Linked DNA regions of Mus musculus: all the other regions are linked to region 2. The links are chromatin contacts, called in public HiChIP or PLAC-seq and promoter capture Hi-C maps. All regions are on one chromosome and are shown on one strand. Each heading gives the region's core, a stretch centred on a gene start, on an enhancer-like site or on the middle of the called end of the contact. The rest is flanking DNA. Distances are from core to core; before and after follow the strand shown.

Evidence for each region. Promoter capture Hi-C pulls out the DNA fragments that hold promoters and counts their contacts. HiChIP or PLAC-seq counts read pairs in DNA pulled down with a chosen protein or histone mark.
Region 1: a promoter capture Hi-C map of cranial neural crest shows a contact between it and region 2. The contact joins the enhancer-like site here to the promoter of Lrrc49 in region 2. A contact is called at or near these places in 4 of 39 promoter capture datasets (3T3-L1-derived adipocytes, cranial neural crest, embryonic stem cells and 1 more) and 1 of 115 datasets of contacts at active chromatin or transcription factors (bone marrow-derived macrophages).
Region 3: an H3K27ac HiChIP or PLAC-seq map of the NIH/3T3 cell line shows a contact between it and region 2, with 7 times the contacts expected there. The contact joins the promoter of Nr2e3 here to the promoter of Lrrc49 in region 2. A contact is called at or near these places in 6 of 39 promoter capture datasets (the 3T3-L1 cell line, cranial neural crest, frontonasal cranial neural crest and 2 more), 2 of 484 Hi-C or Micro-C datasets (cortical neurons and ventricular fibroblasts) and 3 of 115 datasets of contacts at active chromatin or transcription factors (the NIH/3T3 cell line, embryonic stem cells and stem cell-derived neural progenitor cells).
Region 4: a promoter capture Hi-C map of the SN4741 cell line shows a contact between it and region 2, with 3 times the contacts expected there. The contact joins the promoter of Tle3 here to the promoter of Lrrc49 in region 2. A contact is called at or near these places in 2 of 39 promoter capture datasets (the SN4741 cell line and embryonic stem cells) and 1 of 9 other capture datasets (pancreatic islet).

The regions. Positions count from the first base shown.
Region 1 is chr9:60,061,010-60,064,373 of GRCm38.p6, forward strand. The region is part of intron 7 of Thsd4 (thrombospondin, type I, domain containing 4); the gene reads right to left. Among named protein-coding and RNA genes, the nearest start is that of Gm7616, 110 kb to the left of the region's middle. Within about 2 kb of position 1,747, at least 22 of the 459 cell types and tissues checked have an H3K27ac peak or open chromatin away from gene starts, as enhancers often do. A contact at or near this core is called in second pharyngeal arch cranial neural crest, where this site is marked.
Region 2 is chr9:60,686,179-60,689,791 of GRCm38.p6, forward strand. It overlaps Lrrc49 (leucine rich repeat containing 49), which reads right to left and starts at 1,956. Exons shown (of 17, transcript NM_145616.4): 1 at 1,634-1,956; 2 at 961-1,017. The coding sequence starts at 1,681.
Region 3 is chr9:59,948,098-59,951,386 of GRCm38.p6, forward strand. It overlaps Nr2e3 (nuclear receptor subfamily 2, group E, member 3), which reads right to left and starts at 1,982. Exons shown (of 8, transcript NM_013708.4): 1 at 1,691-1,982; 2 at 1,085-1,211; 3 at 828-931; 4 at 506-727; 5 at 266-423. The coding sequence starts at 1,787. Gm7616 (predicted gene 7616) reads left to right here and starts at 3,199. Exons shown (of 3, transcript NR_168957.1): 1 at 3,199-3,289.
Region 4 is chr9:61,370,685-61,374,194 of GRCm38.p6, forward strand. It overlaps Tle3 (transducin-like enhancer of split 3), which reads left to right and starts at 1,682. Exons shown (of 20, transcript NM_009389.2): 1 at 1,682-2,777; 2 at 3,269-3,369. The coding sequence starts at 2,754.

The sequences.
Region 1 (3,364 bases), core at 497-2,996, 630 kb before region 2:
TAAAGACTACAGGGTACTTCAATATCCTAGCTTGAAGTAGGGTCTGGGGTCTGAGTGCTTTTTAGATGCAAGATGAACAGGACCTTATGACTGGCTGACAAGAGGAAGGGAAGGAAGCTTTAATCTCCCCTCCCCATTTGTTTTCAACTTCATAGCGTCTAACACTCCGAGCATTTGCTATATTATGGCTCCTCTTGACATCAATCTTTTTTCCTCATTTTATTTTAAACACAGTCCACGCAATTGCTATAAAGTTCAGAGAGGCCAAATATCTCGGTAAGGCTGCGCTGTTCGTTTTAAGGTTCAAAATCAAGAATCACGTTTTAAAACTATTTAAGAAAGGATTAGAGGCCAAAAGACCAGTGGTCACACAGAAGATGACAGTTTCGCTGAAGGAGTGGATAGTGGCAGTGACCATGTTCAGAGAATAAGTTCAAGGTGATGCCACCAAGGAATCCTGGACAGAGCTCAGCCCAGAGGTGACACTGAGGTGCCTTTTTTCTAGTCTTATGAGAGACCAATCACATGACACATCTCTCCCACACTGGCTATTTGAACATAATACTCTACATGTAGCAAATGAATAAATATTTTAGCTTGTCTTCCTATTACATTAAATTCTTATTGTAAGCACTTTTTATTTACTTTGAAATACTTTGAATCACAAGAAGTTGTAAAAACAGTACACAGAGTTTTGTTGACCTTCTACCCAGATTCCTCTAATGATGACATCACACTATGCATTGTCAAAGTCATGTCTACTACTGGCATGGGCATTATACCACTAACTAAAGAGTAGACTATATTTGAGTTTTGCCATTATTTATATACATTTCTTGGAGGGTATGGTTCTGTGAAATACTATCCTATGTGTAATGTTTCCTTTTCAGAACAGCTGATTCTTCCTGTCCTGGTTAGCCTTCTTGTCAACTTGACCTAGACTAGAATCATCCAAGAGAAGGAACCTCAGTTGTGGACTTTCTTAGATCAGATGGTCTATGGGCATGTCCATGAGAGATTCTCTTGATCATTAGCAGGTGGAGGAGGGCCCAGCCCACTGTGAGCATTGCTGTTCCTAGAGCAGGTTCTCCTGGGCTATACAAACAATGTTAAGCTTGAGCCAATGCTCAAAACTGTTGAGTGCACCAGCAGGCAACAACAGTCTTCCGTGGTTTCTTCACCAGATTCTTGCCTTGAGTTCCGGCCCTGACTTCCTTCAACAATGGACTGAGACCTGGAAGTGTAATATAAAATAAAAACACTCCCCTCCTAACTGTAATCAGAGTGTTTAATCACAGCAAGAAAGATCAAACTAGGAAACCTTCCCTGATTAACACTGCCATGCAATTGTTAAGTATAATTGACACCACCATCTAGCAGGAAAAGCAGTTTGGAATGAGGGAAAGAATACTGAACTGGGAATAAGGAAGCCAGGGGCATAGACCTGGCTTTGTCTTTAACTTAATGTGAGAGGACAGCCAAGCCACTTCTCTACAAGGTGCTGGAAACAATCCTATCCTGCGATTTCAGGGAACCGTGGCTTGAACTCTTGCATGTGAATCAGGATGCTGACCAACTCATGTCTAATGGAGACGACTCAGAACTGGTGGCTTATTCCCAGACTCTTTTGGAGGCTCCAGCACAGTGTCATCATGTGCTTGAGGTGAGCATGGGCGCCTGTGAGCCCTGGGTCCTGTCCTTGCTCTGTGCTTATGAATCCTGGCCCTTTGTACAAGCCAGGTGAATTGGCTTCTGGGTGCTTTTGGAGCTGTGACTAGAGATGCGGTAGTATTGACCTCCTCAGGCTTTTGGAATGAGGAGACGAGGAAACCGGAGCTAGAACCCTTGATGTACCGTCGAAGCTTCTCGGAGAATGCTGGGGCTTGTTATCACCATTTCTATAGATTTGATTATGCCTGAAAAGCATCTAATTTTAAGTAAATCTCATCACCATGTAACCAGAGGACCCATCCCGTCTTCTATAACACTCCTTTACTAGAAACACTTTCTTCTTCATTCAGACAAAAAAAAAAAAAAAAAAAAAAAAAAAAAAAAAAAAAAAAAGGCTAAAAAGCCAAAAGGAGGGCATGGGAACCCCAAGACAACTCCTTACACGGCTTCTTCATTCTCGCTGTTCAAACAGCATCTACTGATGACAACCAGAGCCAACATCTGCTTCCCATCCCTCCACCACTGGTTTGTGTTCTCCGTTCACCAGGTACTGCCTTTCAAAAGAGGCACATGTCAATGTTACAAAGGTGACGGGACAAGTATCAGATGTTCTCAGTAGTTTTCCAGTGGTTTCTTTTGCAACACATTGTAGGAAAATTTTACACGTTGCAAGCCATCAAAAAGAGAAATTGCTCAAGAATTACCCTCAATTTATGTGCCAAAATTAACCTAAATGAGATTTCCTGAGGGAAATGAGTAATCTGGATGACATATTTGGTGGTGAATTTTACAGGGAGGAGGCTCTGTCCATCATGGCAGGGAGGGTGGGGCCAGGCCTTCAGATAGTGGGTGTGGTTCCCAATTCCCTAATGGGAAGCAGGTGTTCTCTATGTGTATCAGAACACGCAAAGCAGGGCAACCTCAACAGGCAGGCAGGCAGGCAGGCAGGCTAGGTGACCTGCATAGGTGACACATGGAGCCTTTAGAAGCATGCCATGACAACAGTGTGGGAGAATATTCAAATGATTTGGAGCTAACAGGAATTTTCTTGTATTTATGGTGAACTAATCTGTGGAAATACATATGGAGTCCAACACTTTTATGGCTGACATTCTGTTGAAAGAAGTCTTCTGCATGTGATGAAGCTCTGTGTCACTGTGAGGAATGCAGATGAACACTGCCTCCTTGAGAAAGCAATTTAGCAATCTATGCTGCTTCAAGTGCTGCATTCTTCTAGGAATGTAGGCAAAGGAAATGATAAGAAAAGAGGCCAACAGTTTCGGGATGACAGAGCCCAGCACAGTGTTATTATCAATAATAAAAACACCGGGACCATCCTTAGTGATCAACATAAGGAGATGGTTAAGCAGCACATAGGCTCCCTGGGAAATGTGGGCTCGCTCTTTCTCTCTGTGTTATTATTATTAAAATGTTCTCGAAGCTGTGCTTGTTCCCTTGACCCTCGAGATCATTCAGTAAGTTTTCTGAGCTGATCACAATAGAGGCCAATGTGCTGTGAGGGCAGAGCAGCCATGAAGAGGAACGAGACGTAGATCCTGCTTAGAGTCTAACCTGAGTTAGCAAACCACAGCTTCCAGGCCAAATCAGGCCCAAGCTTTGTGTTTGTAAATAGAGACCAACCTGGACACAAACATCCCGTTTATTTACTTAATGTTTATGGCTGCTTGCGGGT
Region 2 (3,613 bases), core at 706-3,205:
CTCCGTTTAGTCTCTTCTTGCTGCTGTCTGTAAACTCCGGCCTTTATACTACAGAGTCCTTCCAGTGATGTCCACTTCACAATGTTTTAGGGAACAAATGAACTGTGACGGTTGAGAGCATACACATTATTTAAGGGGAGAAGTGTATTGTGTACGGCTAGCATAGGGGAGTGGGCATGCGTGAGTGCTGAGGTGAGTGAGGCAGGAAAGAAAGAAAAAAAATGTATCTCAAAAACCAAATGAAAAGCCAGAGACTTTGGAAATTACCAAGATATTACAAGTAAATGGTCTGGGTGTAGAAAGAGGGTTCAGTGGTTAGGACCACTGCTGCTCTTCCATGGGACCTGAGTTGGGTTCCTAGTACCCATGACAGGTGTCACAACTGCCTGTAACACCACCTCCAGAGCATCTGACAACTTCCTCTGGCCTCCAGAGAGACACAGAGACGGATGCACAGACACACACACACACACACACACACACACACACACAAAATAAGAATCTAACACTCAATACGTTATTAAAACACTAACATTTCCTCTGCTAAGCTAGTTTTTCTTCTGATTTAAAATGAATCACAAAGTGAAATCCTCCTAAAATGTCCCATTTTATCCTTCCAGAGATGCTACCATTAGAATGATACCATCATTTTACCTATGTCTAAGGAAGAAAGCATTTCTTAATTAAATTATGCCATACAACCACTTTTAAGAAATACCTTCACCAGAAATGTTTAAATGTAAGGGGAGGGGCTCTTGTAATGGAATGACCTAAATTGATACAAGAGGGATGATTTGGCTTTATGAAAGTAGACAGAAAATAAAGTCAGCTTTACATTGAAAACCAAAATAAGAGACCCTCAGCCCCGAGGTCAGAATCTATATATAAAATATACAAGTATTTGTGTACAATATCTGACCATTTATTTTCAACTTAAATACAAATCTGCTTAAATCTTACTTTGTTTTTGTCAGAAAGTGACGACGTTTGAATAACCAGATGAAGTCCACAGTTCACCTGAAATGTAAAAGTTAAATTATAAAATGATTTCTTAATGCATACACACCATAGTATAAACACATTATAAGAAATGGAACACAGTCAAATATTCCATCTTTCTTTGCCTTTTCTGGTAAATGAGCATTTTCTGAAGTCTAGGAATCAAGTAAAATCAAGTCAAATGCTTTCATTAATTTATTTTTCAAAATGTCGGAGGCACGGATTTCACCCACCTTGTACCTCAGGCTTTGGAGCCCCGACATTTCTGTTGCCAGTCAGGATGTCAGTGCTTGAATAAAGGAGGTGGGAGTGTCTAAGAACAGGTTCCTTTCTCAATAGAAAAAAAGGAAGAAGTGGGTGGGGGATAACTAAAGGAATCCCAGTGTTTGCCTAGCAAACCAGCTCCACCTTCTGGGGAGCTCGGGCCCTGGGCAAGATTTTAAACACCCATCATACAATATTCAAAAACTCTCAGAGTGCTTTGGACTAGCCCAGGAAACCCTAGCCTCAATGAGACAATAGCTTCAGTCGCCCCGATCCCAGTAATACAGCCCATCACCTAGGACAAAGACGCCAGTCAGAGAGGACAAGACTACTATCGGAAAGGAAGAAAAATCAGGAAGGCCCAACTCACGTTATTTGCAGCTCGGCCAGAAACGGAGCGATATTTTCCGGGAATCATGGCAGGAGACAGTCCAGGATGTTCAATCCTCCTTCGAGGTAATCCTACAGCTAAGATTCAAAGAGACCAAAAGGGGTCATCTCCCAGGCAACCCGCTCAGGGGTTACCATAGAAACCACCATTTCCGGTCTGGTCCTCGCCCTAGATCTTTGGGCCGTCCGGGCGGCTAGCCTCGGGGAGTATCTGTGGGGCCCCGTGCGTCAGCACTTCCTCGTTCTGGATTTTTTTTTTTTTTCCAGGCCGCTTGAAAACAGCGGGAGGATCCGGAGGAGGATAAGACGAGGAAGAGGGAGGACACATCGGTGGCTATGGCAACCATGACTTCCGGTCCTTTCCTCTTTAGGACCCGCCTCAACACTGCCCGCGGGAAGTTTGATTCCCTCTGCCTGCTGCTGCCTGTTTTCCTGGCAAGATCGCAGGGAAGAGCTGGAGGAAGGTGCTCATAACCTTCCCATTTAATTTGGCCCTTCCACTAAGCCGAGACAAGGAAGGATACAATCCGACCTGGAGATAGTGAAGGGAAGCCAGCTTTCCTGAGGCCCCTGCGGGCAGAGGAACGGAGTGCGCCAGACAATCGATCTGTCCAAAAAAAAAAAAAAAAAAAGACTAAAGCTGTGAAGCTACTACTGAAGACAAGTCTTGCTAATAACCCCTTCCCTTCCCTAAGCTTCTTTTGACTGATACTGGCTGCCTTCAAGTTCATGTTCCTGGCGAGCTAAACAAACTTCCAGTCATCTCCTCACTGCATACCTTTCTGCCCCCACCCCACCCCCAAATACTGATTACATATTCCTTGCATCGAATTATCACTACTTGCTCTCTTAAAAACTTCCAAGCCCTCTTTGGGACAATCCAGCTTCCACCCTATGACCATTATGTGGATTAAACAGTGGCTCTATGACAGTGCAGAAGGAATGTTTAGTTCTAAATCTGAGAAAAGGTTGCCAAGAAGTTAAGTGGTCTGTAACTGACATTTTGACTTTGAATTGTGAGACTTGTATAGAATGACAGGGCTGAAGGCAACCTTATTTCTCAACTAGTCCAAACCTATCCATTTTATGTGAGGAGACACATCCAAAAATTAACTTCTTCAATGGCCTGGAATTCTTATTATACCTCCAGTCACCAGAACAATATTCTTTCTGTAATACTAACCTGCTTCCCACATCTGGGTGGATGCCTAAGACCCTTCCTTTAGTGATATTCTATCATCATTTGGAATGTAAACATATAATTTTTGGATCAAAATTATGAACACAACTTACACATCCTTGCATGATTTTTCTCCTTTCCCTACCATCCTATTAATACCACTGTCCTGAAGAGTTCATAGACATAATGCTGATCTTTTGGTTCCTCAGCATTCCTCTCTTTTGAGACTGCTCACCTGTTCCCGGCAGTAACCATAGTTATTCCTTTTCCCATTTTCTGGCACCATCAATAAAGTTCTGTCCCTTTTTTAAAGCAATAAGCTCAAATATAGTTTCTCCTGATCCCTGACTTACATATTATGTTTTTTAAAATATTTATCTTTATGTGTGGGGGTGGGGTGTGGAGGTTAGCTAAGGTATGAAATCATGGTGGTTACAAGAATAAACTTGGTGGCCAACTCATGGGTTTCAGTTATGGTTCTGCCAATAATTAAGCATGCTTCCTATGCCCAGGTTCCTCATCTGTAATAGAAAGATGTTATCGCATCTCAGCCAAAGCCTTTCCAGAGCTGTAGAGAGTTAGTTACTTGGAGTAATGTCTGAGGCACAATACTTACCATATTAATTAAGCATTGATTGTCATCACAGTCAACCCTTGGCCCATGTATTTTGCTTCTGAAGCCTGTGTTCAGCCTGTCCTCTCTTCACTAACTCATTTTCAGGCAATGTCTTGAATGCTAAAAACAGGGAAGCTCGCAGGGACACAGATGTGGTGCTGAGC
Region 3 (3,289 bases), core at 732-3,231, 740 kb before region 2:
GGCAATGGGGCCCAGAGAGTCACAGGTCCCACTCTGCATCCCATTCTGGGCTCCACACATCTTTGGCTAGCATCTTTTCCTCGGGGAGTTAACATACTTCCACTGTCACTGCCCTAACCACCACCGCCCCCCAGCTCAGAGACACAAGTACCCTAAGGTAAACTATGTAAGTCTCCATCCCTCGCCAGCCCAGGGGTCCATGTTTCCCCAAGCTGACTGCTCACTGTGCCTGGCCCAGCTCCAGCAGGCAGGCTGTGCTGTGTACCTGGTCCCGGAAAGGCAGGTTGGAAAACACAGGCAAGTTTTTGGCCCATTTGACAGCCATGAAGAGCAGGCGAGCAGATGTCTCATGGATGCCATCCAGACTGCAGGGGGATGCGGGGAACTCGGGGTCATTGCTGGTGACATCAATATTCTCTTCAGCTGCAGAGGAGGAGGTTTGGAGTTCAGTGGCTGCTCTGTGGGAGCCGGTGTGAGTATCCACGCCCACTGCCTTCCCACTTACCGTCCTCTGGCTCCAGTTTAGCACAAGTTTCGGCGGTGATAAGGCTGGCCATAAAGTGGTGGCCCATGGCTCTGGTTGCAGACACAGACGTGGGGCCCCGGGGACTGGGCCCTGCCAGAGCAGGAGAGGCTACCACTGGTTCTGATCGGGGGTCACTGCCTGTTTCCATGGCATCCAGGTGGACCTGAGCCATGCTCCGAGGTTGGCGCTCATTCTGCACAGCTTGGAAAGCAGGGAGACTCAGGACACACACGCACCTGCCCCTTGGCAGTGATGCCATTTTCTCTCCTGCCTTTCCCACTTCACCGTGCCCACCACTCACCATCTTGGTTCATGCCTGCTTGTAAGCACTTCTTCAGCCGGCAGGCCTGGCACTGATTGCGATGGGCCTTATCCACTGGGCACATCCCTGCCCCGACTTGGCACCTGCAGAGGACACGAGCTCCTGGGGGGGCAGTGTCATGCCCTGACTCTAGGCCTTGACTTGGGATATGTTTGCCCTGGTCTCGTCTTCCGCTTTCCCTGAACGCCCTCCACCCGTGCTAGGCACACCGGGGCAGGCCGGCAGAGCTGTGGCACCTGTAGATGAGCCTCCTTCTCACACTCCTCTTGAAGAAGCCACTGCAGCCATTGCAGGCATAGATGCCATAATGTTTCCCACTGCTGCTGTCCCCACACACTCGGCACTGGAGCGAGGGGCCCACACCTGAGCAAGAAGGCAGGGCTGAACTGAGATAGCTCCCCACTCCCTCCCCTAGTCACCCCCTTTCCCTCCGGTCCATAGGTTCCCACGTTCCTCAAACTAGATCTGCCCATGTGACTCCCACCGGAAACAGCAGCTTCCTCACTGTGGCATCCTAACCTCTGCTCCCACCCCTTCCCCTCTCTTTTCCCTCCATGGCTTCCACCTTCCCAGCCCCATTCCTCCCCTATGGGCGGCTGCAGCCTCTCTCGAGATCTCTCTGTGTCTCAAGAGCACCCATTTCCTGCCTCAGCAGCCAGTTGTTGGGTCTTGCTCTGCTGGCCTCTCAGTTTCTAGGACTCTGGGGTTGCCAGCAGACTCTCATGCTTGCTCACAGCCCTGGGGTTGGGGCTATGTGGCTCAAGCTCGCTCGTGGCTCTCTGAACCTACTGCTTACACTCTCTTCCTCAAAGGTCCAGACCACACCTCCAGAAAAATCATACCTGTTGGATCCTCTCCAAGGCCCCATCTACCTGGAGACTCCTTCTTGGAGGCCGCCACAGACACAGGCATAGTGGAGGCAGCCACTGTAGAGCTCATCGGATATGGATGGTCCTAAGGGTAGCCTGCTTGCTAGAAGTTGCTGGGCCCAACCGATGCATCCATCTTTAACCCCTGTCTGTCTGTCTGTCTGTCTTTCAGTCTGTGCCTGTCTCTCCTCTACTTCCCTTGCCTTGTAAGTTAGGAGCGTTTCTTCCTTCTGAAGCGTTCTCACCACCCTGGCTCTGGGTCCAGACTTCTGCCAGCACAGCGCTGGACACAGTGTATGATCCTCTTAATCTTTACTGTCTCCGCAGGGGATCAACTGACCACACCTGCAGCATTACCCAGGTGCCCCTGGGAGCCAGTCAGCCCTGATTCCTAGGCTGCCTAACATGCCTGGGGGTCGGTCCATCCTTTGCTGTCCTTACTGACACTGTATGGGAGCAAGGAGCTTGGCTGAGACCACATGCTCTCAGCTGTCTATTATTCAATGACAAATCTTAATGGGGGTGAGGAGGGTGTTACACATCCCACCTACCCAGGGACTTCAAATGTTTTTTGTGGCATTTGCCATGTATTCGAGGCATGTGTGACCGTGTATGTATCACCGTGTCTGTGTAGGTTTCTGCCTCTGTTGCTTGTTCACGTTGGGATGCTCACCCTCTAACCTGGTGGCTCTCGACTTAGTCTCTTAATGAAGGACTGCTTGGGGCTTGTGGCTTGGGGCCTTGCCCCACGGAAGACTCACATCTCTATATGTCTCTGTGATCAGGTCCAGCAGAGGGTATTGGGCAGGCTGGGGGCAGAGGAGATGCTTGTGGACATTTTCCCATGGGGCAATGAGGTAGGACACAGCTCAGGAAGTAGGCGTCTGTGTCTCCTGGTACCTGACTCCCAGAGGAAGAGAGACTAGGGTAAGGACAGATTCACCTCCATGCATGCTTCTGCCCTGTTGTGGGCCATGTTTCACTGAGCAAGTGACTTAGCCTCTCCGAACCTCAGTTTCCTCCTCTTGGTGTGATACAATGCCTGTCTTAGGTTGTAGTTGGGAACATGACGTTAGATGATTCCCATAATGTATTTTGGTGCCTGATACTAACAAAGAAGACTGAAGCAACACCAGGGAACATCCTTTCCTGTCCCTGCTATTCTGCCCCTTACCATCCTCTCCCTAGGCCCGAATGAATGGGAAATAGCGTGTTGATGTGCAGGAAGAGATGCCCATCCCCATCTGCCCTTGCCTCACAGTGGGATAGGACGAGTTTGTCCCGTGTTAGAACCTGGGAGCATCTAGAGGGATCATGGAGTTAAGAGGACAGAAGGGTGGGGCATGGCCTCCTAAGTGGGCTTAACCCTCACTATGACAGGGAAGCACTATTGGGGATTTGGAAAGTCAGCTCAGGGGCTTTGCAGGGTGATCCGCTGAGGACAGGAGCCTCTCATATGTCCTGTCTGTCCCCAGCCCCTTAGGAACCTTCATGGACAAGGCTTCAGACAAGGCCTGAAGCTCCACTTAGCAGCCAAGTCAGGGCTTCAGGGCAAGATTTGTACTCTAGACA
Region 4 (3,510 bases), core at 432-2,931, 680 kb after region 2:
CGAGAAAGGGGCGGGCCGGGTAGGAAGCGGGTGCGCCCACCCGTGACGTAAGGGGGAGGGCAGAGAAGGGGGAGGGGAGAGGGAAGCTCCAAAGAGGAGCCATTTTGAGACTAATGGATGCTTTGGCCAGATGCTCGCATCTGTCGAGCTAGGCTTCTCCCTGCCCCCTCCCCCTTTTCGGTGCGCATCGTACACGATTTATGTTTTTATTTAGGAGAATAAATAAATGAAGAGGGGAGCGTGGTCGAGGCCGGAGCGGGCGCTGAGAGGCTCCATCTCGGGGCGGCCGCTCACGTGGAGGTCCCCGCGCGCTCCCAGCTACTCATTAAGATGCAAACGCGAAACTCAGGCTCCTAATGAGGGGAAAATATAGATTCCGGGGGCGCGCGGCCGGCTCGCGCGCGCCCGCAACGGGCCAGGAGCGTGTGCTTGCGTGCAAGCTTGGTGGGAAAGCCGGGAGGGACCCGAGGACACCTGGGCGGCCCACTCGGCGTTGGTTCTCCGAGGCCGGCGGACCTAGGGTGGGCAGTGTGCCCTGACGTGACCCTTGTCTGCGAGCAGATGGGCCCCAGAGTCGAATATCTACGCCTCCTTGGGTGTCTATGCTGGTGACCAGGGACGCTCCAGGCTCGCAGTCGCTCTTCCACGGGTGGCTGCCGATGCATGTGCCCAGGCAGGCCATCAGGCCAAGAAACGGGGTCGGAACTCTGGGTCGTAGCCAGGAGGGCCCCAACTCCGTGCTTTCCCTTCTTCACCATCTCGGGCCCGGAGCACTGCTGAGGAACCCGCCTTGGCAAGGCTGCGGCCAGGACGTAGCTGTCCCCAAAGGGCAAGAGCCCCAAATGGGGCTAGCCGCACTACTGAGCCTGTTGTCCGCAGACTGCCAGGCCCTTCCATCTGCGCGGCCCGCCAAGCCAGAGTTCTCAGACTTCCCCCTCGCCGGCAGCCGCCTTGCATCAGAGGCGCTGTTTATTTGGCTTTCTGAAAAGAAGGGCGAATGAACAAAGGAGAAAAGCGGGGCGCCCAAGGGTGGGAGAGGGGGCAGAAACGGATAAAAGAAAGAGAAACTCAGTTTGGAGAACAGTCTTAGAGGTCGGAGGTAACTTTGGGTGCCAGCATTTTATCGGTCCTAAATCTTTTGAAGTGAAAACATTAAACTGACAAAGTGATTCTGTTTGTTTTATAGTATCTAATTGGGCTGCTTTGCAACCCTAATGAGATTAGAGGGGGGCAATCGTTCGCCGCCTCTGCAGAATCAACTGATCCATTACTACCAGCCACAGGTTTTAAGGATTGTACAGCTTGTCCTTTTTTCCCCCCCTTTTGTTGTTACTCGTTTTCTCCTTCTCCCCTCCCGCCAAATAATTATTTGCTAGTAGATCGTGGGAAAAAAAGAAGAAAAAAAACCTAGCAGCCCAGGACTATAATATATATCTATTTATTATATGTCTTTCGGTTAATTCCTGATGTGAGGAGCGCTGTTTTTCACTCCCAAGCGAAAGTCACCAGCGGGTAGGGCCTGATTGCTACTTTTCATGCATAGTTTTAGACACAAGAGGGCATTGTGACGTCGCGCCTGGCGGCGCCCAGTCGCAGTCCGAGTCCCGTGGCCCCACGTGGGAGCCTCGCACTCCCATTGGCCAACGCTAGGCGAAGCCGCCACATTATTTTGTTACTTTTCAGTCCCTATTTGGAACTGCTCTCGCGGCAGTTCAGACCTCGTGCTCGGCCCCCTTCGCCTGTCTGTGTGTGGTATCCGCAGGTCCGAGGCACTTTTTTTTTTTTTTGAGTGCGTGTACGTGTGTGTGTTGAGTGCGTGTGCTTGTGTGTTTTGGGGGTTTGTCGGGGCGCGGAGAGGAGAGCCAGGCTGGGAGGAAGGAAAGAAGCCGCAGAGCTCCCGGGCTCGGGCTACGTCTCCCCCTCCGGTGCTCTCCAGCCTGCGCGCTCCTAGGCGGCAGGACGCAGACCGCTCCTCGCCAGAGACGCGGCCGATCCACTTGAAAGCAGAGGACCCCTTCGCCGAGGCTTCCTATGCCGGCTGGAGTTAGGATGCCACGGCTCATTATTTGCACCGACTGAGCCCGGAGTTCCTCCTCGACCCTGGGAAGGGCTGGCGGCGGCGGCAGGAGCAGACGGAACAGCAGGCTCTCCTCTCCGAGGGGGGTGGGGGGGCGTCGAAGCGTCCTCGCTGGGCTCTAGCCCTCACCCACGGTCCTCAAGCCGTCACCTCGGTGGCCTGCTTCCTTTCTCTTCTCGCCGCGAGCTCCGGGCCCGACCGCCTCTGGGATCTGACCCGCGCGCCCCGGATGCTCCGGGCTGCCCAGACGCGCCCCCCTCCAGCCTCATCGTCCTGATTGACCCGTGAGGGGACAGGAGAATCCCCCTTCCCGCAAACCCCCGGCCTCGGGATTCCGCACTGGAGCCGCCAGGGAGCCGATGATGTCCACGCAGACCCGGCTTCTGACACTGTTCACGCAGCCGGGGGAAGGCGGCCGGCCGCAGCCGGCCGAGCCCTAGGCGCACAAAGCGCGAGCCCGCCGACGACTTTGCCGCTCGCTCCGCCGCTCTTTGTCTGCACTTGGGGCGCACGCCCGACTCTGGGATTTCGCTGCGAGAGCGGGCTGGGGGGGCCGGGGGCGAGCTCTCGGTTCCCCGGCCGCCCCCCGCTCGGGCTCGCCTCCCCCCTCCCCCGCACGTCCCCGGCTCGGGCTCTCAGCGCTTCCAAGCTCTCGGAATCGCGACCCCTCCCTGCCATGTATCCGCAAGGCAGACATCCGGTGAGTAATTGCAACTAGGCTTATTTAAGCATCTATCATGGCAGGGTAAACGAGGCAGTTTATCTAGCACCTCCATTTTGCTTGTTGCTACCTTTATGGTGCGCGCGCGTGTGTGCGCTCACACAAAGGGGCTGGGTGGGTGGGGGCGCCGTAGAGAGCCAAGGGTAATTGCGCTCGAGTGGCCCGGGCGGCCTGCGTTGGAGGGGGACGCTGGCTTCCGCCCCGGCCCCTCTCCTAAGTCTTCCAACTCGCGCTCTCGGCACTTGGCCGCCAGAGCCCTTTTGGCTTTGGGGGTGGTCGGGATGCCCGCTTCCGGGCCCCGTCGGGAGAGCGTTGAAAAACTTGCTGGGAAGGTTCTGGGCTGTGGGGTGGTGGCCTTGCCGGAGGCTCCCGGCGGGGAGGGGGCCAGGGACCCAGAGGAGGCACGGGGCCGCGTGGAGCCCTTCTGATGTGCCCACTCCTCTCCCCTATGTTGTCCTTGTGGGCTCCAGGCACCCCATCAACCCGGGCAGCCGGGATTTAAATTCACTGTGGCCGAGTCCTGTGACAGGATCAAAGACGAATTCCAGTTCCTGCAAGCTCAGTATCACAGGTAAGGCGGGTGGGGGGTGGCCCCGGGCTGGCGAGGAGGGCGGCCTTGCGCGCTCCTGCTACCCCCCCCCCGCGGGGCCGAGGGGGACGTCGACCCCCGGCTGCGGGGCGGCTGGGCCTCCGCCTTTTGTTTCCCCTCACC